Linked DNA regions of Mus musculus: regions 1 and 3 are each linked to region 2. The links are chromatin contacts, called in public Hi-C and promoter capture Hi-C maps. All regions are on one chromosome and are shown on one strand. Each heading gives the region's core, a stretch centred on a gene start, on an enhancer-like site or on the middle of the called end of the contact. The rest is flanking DNA. Distances are from core to core; before and after follow the strand shown. Region 1 has its middle 110 kb from the start of Esr1. Region 2 holds the start of Esr1 (estrogen receptor 1 (alpha)). Region 3 overlaps Esr1 (estrogen receptor 1 (alpha)).

Region 1 (3,357 bases), core at 697-3,196, 110 kb before region 2:
ACCTCATTATCATGCCCGGGCCAGGCAGTGTCTTTGCAAAAAACTTTACTGCATATGTACACATTGGTTGTTTGTCCAAACTTATGCGTGGTGGCCAGCAGTAGTCAGTGCCACTCTGCAACGGCACATGTGGCTTCCCACAGGAAACCTAGAGAAGCCATTTCCTGAAGTGATGAACATAAAGTCTGGATTGTGTTGGAGAACCCCAGATGTTGGAGATGCCAGCACCTTGGGATACCTGCCAACGACTGCTACAGGCAGGGTGTGGGATCAGCCCACAGGAGAGGAGGGTGCTGCAGTTAAGAAATCTGCAAGGAATAGGAGATCTGAAGGGCTCTTTGACTGCAGACATGGCAATGCAGGATTTGGAGGTTTCCTTACTGGGTTCCACTCTTGCCTTGGTCCTGCATTTCTTCACCGTTCCCTCCCCCCCCCCCCCATTTTGCATGGTAATGTCTATTCTGTGCCGTTGGAAGAATGGAATTCACATTTTAGTTTTACAGATATTTACAGTGAAGAGGATAGCTTTGGGTCACAGAGGAGACTTTGGACTTTTAAACAGTGTGGAGACTTTGAAAAACTATTGAAGCTTTTGATGCTGGACGGGAGGCACTTTGCATTATGATGTGGCCATAAGCCTGTTGGGGGTCAGGGAGTAGAATGTGATGGCTTGGATATGGATGAACCCCACACGCTCTTATATTCGAAGGTCTGTTTCCCAGGACTGTTTAGGAAGGGCCAGGAAGAGTGGCTTTGTTGGAGGAGGAGTGTCGGAGTGCGTGTGTGTGTGTGTGTGTGTGTGTGTGTGTGTGTGTGTGTGTGGTGGCTTTTGAGGTTTCAAAAGCACAAGCCAGGCCCAGTCTTCTCTTCCTGTTGCTTCTGTCTTGTGGCTAAGATATGATCTCTCAGATACTGCCCCAGGGCCATGTCTGCCTGCCTGCTGCCATGCTCCCTGCCATGATGGCCGTAGACTCACCCTCTGAAACTGTAAGCAAGCCCACAATTAAATGCTTTCTGTTATAAGTTGTCTTGGTCACGGCAATAGAACAGTAACAAAAACAAATGGTTATATGGCTAGGGCTGTGGTTAAGATGCTGGGATGTGTTCTAAGACGTTTGCTAAGTGTCTGGGGAGTTCCAGATAATTTCTGTCTTCCTCCTTCTCCCCTGTTATCCATCCCTAACTGTCTTATTACCACCATTGGGTATTTGAAGTAGAACGAGAGGAAAATATGAATGTTATGACTCTAGGATAAGCGTACCAATGATTCTAATGTTCTAGTGATTTGAAAAAGCCTATAGGATTTAAAAAAATTCTTAGAATACCACTGTTTTCCACTTATTAAAAACAAAACAAAACAGAACAAAACCACAAGGTGCTTCCTGATATAGCTCATAACTTTGTAGTATAATTTGTCATTATACATTAAGAATAGTTTGGGGGCCGGGCATGGTGGCGCACGCCTTTAATCCCAGCACTCGGGAGGCAGAGGCAGGCGGATTTCTGAGTTCGAGGCCAGCCTGGTCTACAGAGTGAGTTCCAGGACAGCCAGAGCTATACAGAGAAACCCTGTCTCAAAAAAAAAAAAAAAAAAAAAAAAAAAAAGAATAGTTTGGGGTCCGTAAGTTAAGTAAAGTTATAGTGAGAAGTAATTAGCAACATTCAAATTGCCTTCAGAAATCCAGACTCTTAAGCCGGGCGGTGGTGGCACATGCCTTTAATCCCAGCACTCGGGAGGCAGAGGCAGGCGGATTTCTGAGTTCGAGGCCAGCCTGATTTTCAAAGGGCTATACAGAGAAACCCTGTCTCGAAAAAAAAAAAAAAAAAAAAAAAAAAAAAAAAAAAAAAAAAACCACCAAAAACAACAACAACAAAAGAAATCCAGACTCTAAATTTTAAAGGGTAAGATCACAACAGGAAATTCTTGTATGGACCAGATGGGGGCAGCAGAGAGCCAACCGAGGTCTATGGAATGGAAGGCCAGCATCTGTCCTTGGATTTCACGGTGTCTGTGGAGAGGCGATAACTTAGGAAGAGGAATCAGGGCTTCAATTGTAGCTGAGAAGGGAGGGAAGAAAGAAACACCAGAGACGACTGAAGGTACCGGGAGCAGGAGATGAAGGACTGCACAATACACAGTACACAGTACACAGAAGTACAGACTACACAGTACACAGTACACAGTACACAGATGTGGAGGTACTCAAAGAGCCTGGTTAAAATAAAAGTAGAGAAAGAAATGGCCGGACCCTACTTCACTAACGTTCCCTTTGTACCTTTCAATCCTGCTGGATCTTCTAAGGGCAGTGGCTGCAAATGAACTGAGACTGGAGGAAGCCCACCCACCCATCTCTCTTGACCAGGATTTGCTAAGGAGGCTCTCGTTCCCATTAACAAATACTGACCCAAATTGAGAACACTTGGACCACTTGGATGAGGATCAGGGTCTGGTGACATAGTCCATCTTCTGGAAGATTTTTCACAAGCACTTAAGACGTGTAGCTTCTAGCTCCGGTTTACTTACTGGCAACACAGCGTGCGCCCCGTGCGGTCTCATCATAAGTATCTTCAAACCGTGCTAATGAGCTGAGCCAACACACGGGCAGCCTCCTCTCCCCTGACTTGGCACCCTCACACGTTGAATTTAGCATCCCTCATGGGAAGGCGTTCTGGAGAGCTCCGGTTTGCAGCCCTCCCCATCTTCCCTCTCTACTCATGTAAATTACTAGAGAGACTGTAATCAAGAACATCCTCAAATCCTAGCAGATGGTCGTTTACCTCAAGGCACATGGATGCCCCCAACTCCTAGGAGAAGAAAGAGGCTTTTGGCTACTTCCCTGGGGCTAATTATAACCATGTTCGATTTTTTTTGTAGACAACCTGGAAATGAGTGTAGAGTATGAGGAAAGAAAAACCAAAGGCAGAGAGCAGGGAAGAGTTCTGCAAAAGAAGAGATGTCCGAGCTAGGCTTCAGAACAAGCAATTCCGAACCCCGAGTCTCTTGAGGGGAGCATTTGGTTTCCATGATACCACGAATCCAGCTGGTCCCTAGTATTCCTGGAGACCCAGACATTTTAACCTCTGCTTCCTTAACAGAGGGATTAATCTCTTCCTGCCTTGATTTCCCTTCCTGGAAAGTGGGAATTCTCGTACTTTCTTACAAGGTCTCAAGACTGTCTCCCACATGAGGATGAGAACTAGCCAGGAGACAGGAATATTTCTCTGCCAGGAGAGGCTCCCTGAATTGGTGCCAGCAGTGGCAGGGCATGTCACAGGTGCAGCACAGGGTGTGGCGTTTCTGTAGGGACAGCCACTGGTTGGCTGACTTTGTTGCATTAGTCAGCTGTGCTGTTTGTA
Region 2 (3,300 bases), core at 286-2,785:
AACTGGAATTGTAAACTTCTCCACGGCCAAAGTCCCCTGAGATGATACCTGCCTTCTCATACCCTTCCTATGCAGATCTCCAGATGTCCAGATCTCTCTCTCTCTCTCTCTCACACACATATACACACACACCAACTTTCCTTGACTCATTTTCTTTCTTTTCTACCATCTCTCCTTCTTTTGTTACACAGTTTAGTTGGACTGGCTTGATGAGTGTGACATCATTGTTGACCTACAGGAGGGGCCCCTGTCATCAGGAGTCAACACTATTACCAACAAAGGGTTAGCAATCTTTTTTCCCCCAATATTTATTTATTTGTTTGTTCATCTATACAGTGCTAGATCTCAAACCCATGACTCCCCATATGCTAGGCAAATGCTTCATTACTCACACCGCAACTTCTCGATACTTATTTATATATTAGATATTTATGGTCATTGCTGATTGTTGAGGGAACTTGTCTAAGTCCCGATATAATGACCTTGAGTCTTTCCAAGCACAAAAACGTATAGTTGCAGCATGATATCATTAGTATTTTCTTTCTATTTCTTTCTTTGTACTGGCCCAAGTGCCACTCATATATCTCTTGGTAACTGCCTAGGGTCCTAGGGCTGGAGACCGGCCACTCCTGGCGTTGTGATTAGAGTCACTTAATACCTAAAGTAGTTACTAAACAACAAAGGCTCCTTTAGGCCTCCTGTGTCCTGGGACCCAGGGTGAGGACACAGTCAGAGTACCTTGTTAATCTGTGTTGTACTGTGGTGGAGAGAAGCACTGAGAACCAGGTGTATCCATGGGACAGCACTGGAGGTACAAGATCTCTGTCTGCAACCAATGCTGGTAACTACAGCTGTGAACGTGTAATCGCTTTAACGCAAAGCTATTTTATGGTTCCAACTTTACGATTAAAATAATGCCTCTTCTGGGATGTGTTTACAGACAGTAGTCAGTAGGCTATTGGTAGAGAGGCTGGTAGGTTTGACTAATGAAGTGAGGGAGTCTTGCATTTCAGTTGGAAACATATCCCTGGAATGCCAAAAATATTTATTGCGAAGTCTGACTTTTGTATGTTATTGGTAGCATTGTCACTGAGCATCTTATTCAGGGGAACAGTAGGGCTAGAGGGCTTGACTCATATGTATCCCAGAAGGCTTTTCTTGTTAAATGACATCGTTTAGGAAGAAGATATCCTGGCATAGTTTATAAACTTGATCTCTGCACACTTTGACTGGCATTCTAGTTTATCTGTGAGCCTGTGGTTCACAGCCATCTCAGTTTCCCTCTCCATAGAAAGCACCGGGACATTTCTGGCTCTACAGGTAGGGAGCAAAGGGGGCTGGAGTTTCTTCTAGGAATGCTGATTCTAGCGGGGCTACTGCTGTCCCTCAGCAGACAGCAAGGCTCCCGGACTCCCGCTGCCATTCATCCAGCTCGTGCAGGAGCCCAGCTGCCTTGTCTGCCGGGAGGGGCTGCCAAGTGCCCTGCCTACTGGCTGCTTCCCGAGAGTCCCTGCCACTCCACATACAAACACATCCACACACGCTCTGCCTTGATCACACACCGCGCCACTCGATCATTCGAGCACATTCCTTCCTTCCGTCTTACTGTCTCAGCCCTTGACTTCTACAAACCCATGGAACATTTCTGGAAAGACGCTCTTGAACCAGCAGGGTAGGATCGGCTTTTGATTTCTCTCTCTCTTTCTCTCTCTGTAGCTTGAGCGATTTGAGAAAGCAACTTACCTTTCTGCTTAGTGTCTGTCTCCTAGCTGGAGAAGGAAGCTGTGCTGTTTTTCTATGGGGGGAAATCTGTGCGGCTTTTTTTTTTTTTTTTCCCGCTTTCCGGACTTGTAGGATTCTCTGTGCCATTTATATATAATTTGGCAGGCTCAGATTTTTAAAGAGTCTCATCTGAAGTGCTTGCTTTTGCATGTGTTTTTTAAAAGGCATTTGAAAATTGAAAGTGTGATTTATGGGAACTAAATCATCTACGAAAAAATTGCTCTAGAAAGTCATGGTTGCTGGCCATAAAGAGAAATATCTGCGATTCACCTAATGTATTTTTAACCCTTCCTTTGCTGTCAATGATACTTATGGGTGCTAAAACTCATCTTTGTCTTTAGATTTAAGCCAGCTTAGCTGTGGTTTATCCAAAATTATCTGTTTTTCTAAGAATTAGATAAATAGTGTGCTTAGTAGAAAATATTTTTAAAGTGTTACTATTAGTAACAGCAACCTTGACATTTGCATGTGTCAGGTACTTCTCCTGGGTATATGGGCTAGCAATTCAAGTCATATGCTAATGGTTATTTTAGGGGATATTAGGTTGGGGCATATGCAGTTTATTAAGAAAGTACAAACTATCCAAGCTGCAATTTTTTTCTAAATTTGCAATAACAGGTGTGTGTGAGCTCAATCAGAATTTAATTCAATACTGAATAAAAAACTTATTTTAACTTCTCTGTCATTCGAGTATTAGATTCCTGTGTACCCTATGCCAAGGGAACCCAGAAGGTCCATTTGTAGAATTCAAGAGCTGAAAGGTAGGAGAGCCTTTCAAAAGTTTCTGGTTAGACAGACAAGGTTACCGGATCGCCAGAGCTTTAGTCAAGGACCTCAGGTGATATTTTATGGGAAAATGTCTTAGTCCTTGCATGGTTTTCCCAATTTTTGGTTGCATAACCTGTGGAAGGTAGGGACACCCAAGTGTGCCTAACCGAAGGTTTTTCTGAATCATATCCACATGAGAATTTCTAAAGGAAGCAAATTTGGCACCGGGGTCCAACAAAAACAGAAAAGCTAGGCTGGGCAAAATTGCCATGGCTGTGCTTTCTTGGGGAGCGTTTTAAAAAAATTATTATTTTTATTTTTTTGTCAGAAGAGGAAGCTGAAGGCTGGCAGTTTTCTCTTGACTCCAAGTGCAGCTCTTCCTATACATAGTCCATCTCCACTCGTCTGGCCCTAGATGCCTCCTATCTGTGTCCACTGGTGCTAAATATAGCTGTCGGTGGCTGGCTGCATATGCAATCACACACCCCATCCTATTTGCCATATCTCAGTTACAGATACAGTTACCGTCCCTCCAGGGTCATTCTATGCATACACTGCGTACTTCCAGCCAACAAGAAGACTGAATCAAATAGAAAGGAAGACAAAACAGAGACAGATTGGAGCTTGGCAGAGGCACACAGGCAACACATCAGGAAAAGAAAGAAAGAAAGAAAAAAAGAAAAGAAGAAAGAAAGAAAGAAAATGGCCTGTGGCTTAGTCTGCATTTGTTGCAAACCTAGTCTTCCTTGG
Region 3 (3,297 bases), core at 71-2,570, 65 kb after region 2:
GTGGTCTGGATGCCCAGGAGGGTATGTTCCAACGACAAGCCTGTGTTTCCTGGGTGACCATCACGTTTACTCTTTACCAGGCTTCTGGGCCACCACGACATACCTCACAGAAATTGTCTCTAGGCTTGAGGACTCTGCACACCACCCTGGCTGAAATTCACAGGCCAATCAACCCATGTTTCTTTATGCATCCTTTAACTCTCCAGTGGCCACAAGATGAACAAAAACTTTGCACGTGTTGACCACACCTGTTATTTCTTTTTCTTCTTTACTCTCTTGAAATTACTTGTAGAATTGAAGTATTATTTATTAAAAAGGAGGGGTTTTTTTCCATCCACAAGAGCATGGGGTAATCTTGAGGCTATTGTGCTAAGTGTTAAAGAAAGAAAAATGGACAAATTGATTTACTCCAATAGTCAGACACAATTGTTGAGGTTGAAAAAGTAGATTAGCCGGTCTCCTTATTTTTGAAGAGGTCGCAGTCAAGTGAAGAAAATCAGTAATGCCTGCACCATTGCTACAGATGTGCTAAAGAAGTCCCTATTTGTGGAATCTTAAATGCCCGACTTTCCTGTCCTTCCTTTTCATTGGAATGTCTATGCAGAGTTGTGCCTACAATAGAATTTCGGCGAGACTCTCAAAGATCGGTGAAATTCTTAGTTAGCACTTAGTAAATCAGGAATCCATTTTTTTTAAAGGGTCCCAGCAGTTTGAAGGACCTCCATATCTCCATACTCTGCACTAATCTGATCTCAGCCAACAATCTTTTCCTCTCTCCCTAAAGCATTAAAATGACCCTGAGCTGGAGCACAAGCTTATCTTTGACTGTGTGGAACCAGACCACGTGGCAGAACCTGCTCAGGGTCTCTGGGTTTTATCCTGTCTCTTAGATTGCAAGAACATTTTCTCTTCCTTCTCTCTCAGGAAGAGAATACTTTGAAATTCTTTCTACCAGTTCTGGCCATCAGGGTTTTATCTTTAAAGGAGTTGATGTGGTAAGAAAGCTTGGAGAACTTTCTGGAAGCAAAAAGTACAAAGAAGGAAGGCCAGGACATTTGGGGAATGCTGCCTGCCTTTGAATTAGTCACCCCGATGGTTACACCATCTCCTCCTTTGTTTCAATCTTATCTAACACTCATCTTTTTCTTTGTTCATCCCCCTACCCAGTCCTTCAGACCTTCTAAAATCTGGTCTTGGGGCAAGGCACCATGTTCTCAGGGTGTTCAAAACCCTGTGCTGGATATTATAGGAGCAGGAGGAGCCATTTCAGAAGGTCCTATTCTGGACTGCACACTAGCATTTCCTTGTGTGTAGAGCTAGGAGATGCATTGTTGAAAGCGACTCATTGTCTCCAGGGTACTGTGGTGAGGTGGTGGTCACTGATCCCATCATGCTTTGTCGCAGCTGTTGGCTTGATTCTGTGCCAGGTGCTTGAAACAACTGTGGCTTTGCAGATGGGCTACAGAGACTGGACCCAAAGGTATCACGTCAACATGTTCAGTCAATTGGGGTCTTATAAGGACAGAGAGAATTTCTTCTGACTTCACTTTTTATGAAGAAAAGGAGACTTTCCAGGGCTGTTGTCTTTCCTAGAATTCCTTCTTTCAAAACATCTTTGGGGAATATAATTGGATATTAGTAATACTTTCTGGTTCATTTAAAAAATAAAAGCAAAATGCAATTTATAGGTGGGTGTTGCTTCTGGTAAAATTAATTAAAAAGAACTCGTGTGAAAATAGAATTTGGGATGCATGATTAAGCATCCTGGATTTCTTTTTCTTTTTCTTTCTCTCTCTCTCTCTCTCTCTCTTTTTTCTTTTTGTGCATGCTGCTACGTACAGATGTGGTTGTGAAATAGTTCAAATCAGGGCCCACTGAATGTCCTCACTGGACTTTTAGGAATGTGTGCACTGAGGCAGCCAAATTTTATTTCATTTGGTTTGGCTCATTGCACTGGCTGTGAATCAGAAAGTATTCATTTTAATATCTGAGTGGAAATTTATTTACAAACACACGGCTACAGTTATTCTTTCAAAGGGCTTAAAGTTTTTGTTTAATTTCCTCAAAAATTTGCTTTCTAGTTTTTCTTTCCATCTGGAACTTGTGACAGAATATGTTGAAGAGGTTTTTCTAGAATAAAAAAATACATGTCCTGACGCACAGATAAATGTAATCTTTCGTGTGGTTTATCTTTCCTGTTTGGTGGCAACGACAGAGTTCAGAATTGGTCTGGAGATGATTACATTGCTGATTCTGAAATGCTTTTCAAAGATAAAGTGATTTATTTAGCTGTTACATTATTATTATAAGCATAATTTAATGCTTAAGTGTTCTGAGTTAATATTGAGTTCTTTCTTCTTAGCCAATCATGGCAGTATTCTAAAAAGAAAAAAAAATTAAAGAAAAACCCAAAGACCCACGAATGAGACAGATCTGCATTTTAATGATGGTTCTACCATCTATCAGCCAAGAGACCTTGAACAAGTTAGTCAGATCCCTGGCGTCTCAAGTTATGACTCTGTAATTGGAGCAACCCAGCTCATTGTTTGTGATATTGAGATGAGACACAGAGCTGAACCCACCAAGCACATTGCTAGTTTATGAGAAGCCCATGGCGTATGCTGCTAGTTAGTCAGTCCTTGGCCACAGAGATTGTCACATAGAACTGAATCAGAATAGGATCAATCAATCCAACCTTGATTCATCTTTCTGCTTTCTCACATCGATACTTAGGACAGCTCCAAGTTTGTTTTACAAAAACCATACACAACAAAAATGTACTAGTTCAGCCATTGAAAGTGGATTTAGGTTCATTTAGGATTTAGGTTCATTTAGGATTTAGGTTCATTTATGTTGTATGAGCAAAAATTGTATGAGAAGATTGAAACTGTGCCTTTTAACCAATAACTCCCTCACTTCTCTGAGGATTCTTTCACCATGGTGTGTCTCTGTGAGTGTGACTACTTTAGGTACTTCATGTACACAGGGTCACTTTTATCGTTTGTGTCTGACTTCTCTCACTCAGCATTATGTTTTCCAGATCCAACCATGCCATAGTATACATTAGAATTTCAATGTTTTTAAAAGCATAATGTTAATTCTATTACATTTATATACCACCTTATGTGTATTTATTTAAGTCAGTAGACCCTGAGTTTTCTCTGACTTTTGTCTGTTATGAGTAACATTGCCTTGTCTGTGGACATACACATACACATATCTGTTTGTATTCCTGCTTTCAATCATATGTATATGTGTGTGTATGTGTATGTATAAGTATGATAGAGCCTAGGGCAT

The links. Promoter capture Hi-C pulls out the DNA fragments that hold promoters and counts their contacts. A called contact is a pair of places that touch in the nucleus more often than the background predicts.
Region 1: a Hi-C map of muscle stem cells shows a contact between it and region 2, with 4 times the contacts expected there. The contact joins the enhancer-like site here to the promoter of Esr1 in region 2. A contact is called at or near these places in 4 of 484 Hi-C or Micro-C datasets (CD8 T cells, Sertoli cells, muscle stem cells and 1 more) and 2 of 9 other capture datasets (adipose tissue and liver).
Region 3: a promoter capture Hi-C map of pre-B cells shows a contact between it and region 2, with 5 times the contacts expected there. The contact joins the enhancer-like site here to the promoter of Esr1 in region 2. A contact is called at or near these places in 2 of 39 promoter capture datasets (the 3T3-L1 cell line and pre-B cells), 5 of 484 Hi-C or Micro-C datasets (adipose-derived mesenchymal stem cells, muscle stem cells, pre-B cells and 1 more) and 1 of 9 other capture datasets (adipose tissue).

What each region holds. Positions count from the first base shown.
Region 1 is chr10:4,596,500-4,599,856 of GRCm38.p6, forward strand. No RefSeq gene overlaps it. Among named protein-coding and RNA genes, the nearest start is that of Esr1, 110 kb to the right of the region's middle. Within about 2 kb of position 1,947, at least 18 of the 459 cell types and tissues checked have an H3K27ac peak or open chromatin away from gene starts, as enhancers often do. A contact at or near this core is called in Sertoli cells and muscle stem cells, where this site is marked.
Region 2 is chr10:4,708,623-4,711,922 of GRCm38.p6, forward strand. Esr1 (estrogen receptor 1 (alpha)) reads left to right here and starts at 1,536. Exons shown (of 9, transcript NM_001302531.1): 1 at 1,536-1,672.
Region 3 is chr10:4,774,336-4,777,632 of GRCm38.p6, forward strand. The region is part of intron 3 of Esr1 (estrogen receptor 1 (alpha)); the gene reads left to right. Among named protein-coding and RNA genes, the nearest start is that of Esr1, 66 kb to the left of the region's middle. Within about 2 kb of position 1,321, at least 51 of the 459 cell types and tissues checked have an H3K27ac peak or open chromatin away from gene starts, as enhancers often do. A contact at or near this core is called in adipose tissue, muscle stem cells, pre-B cells and 1 more, where this site is marked.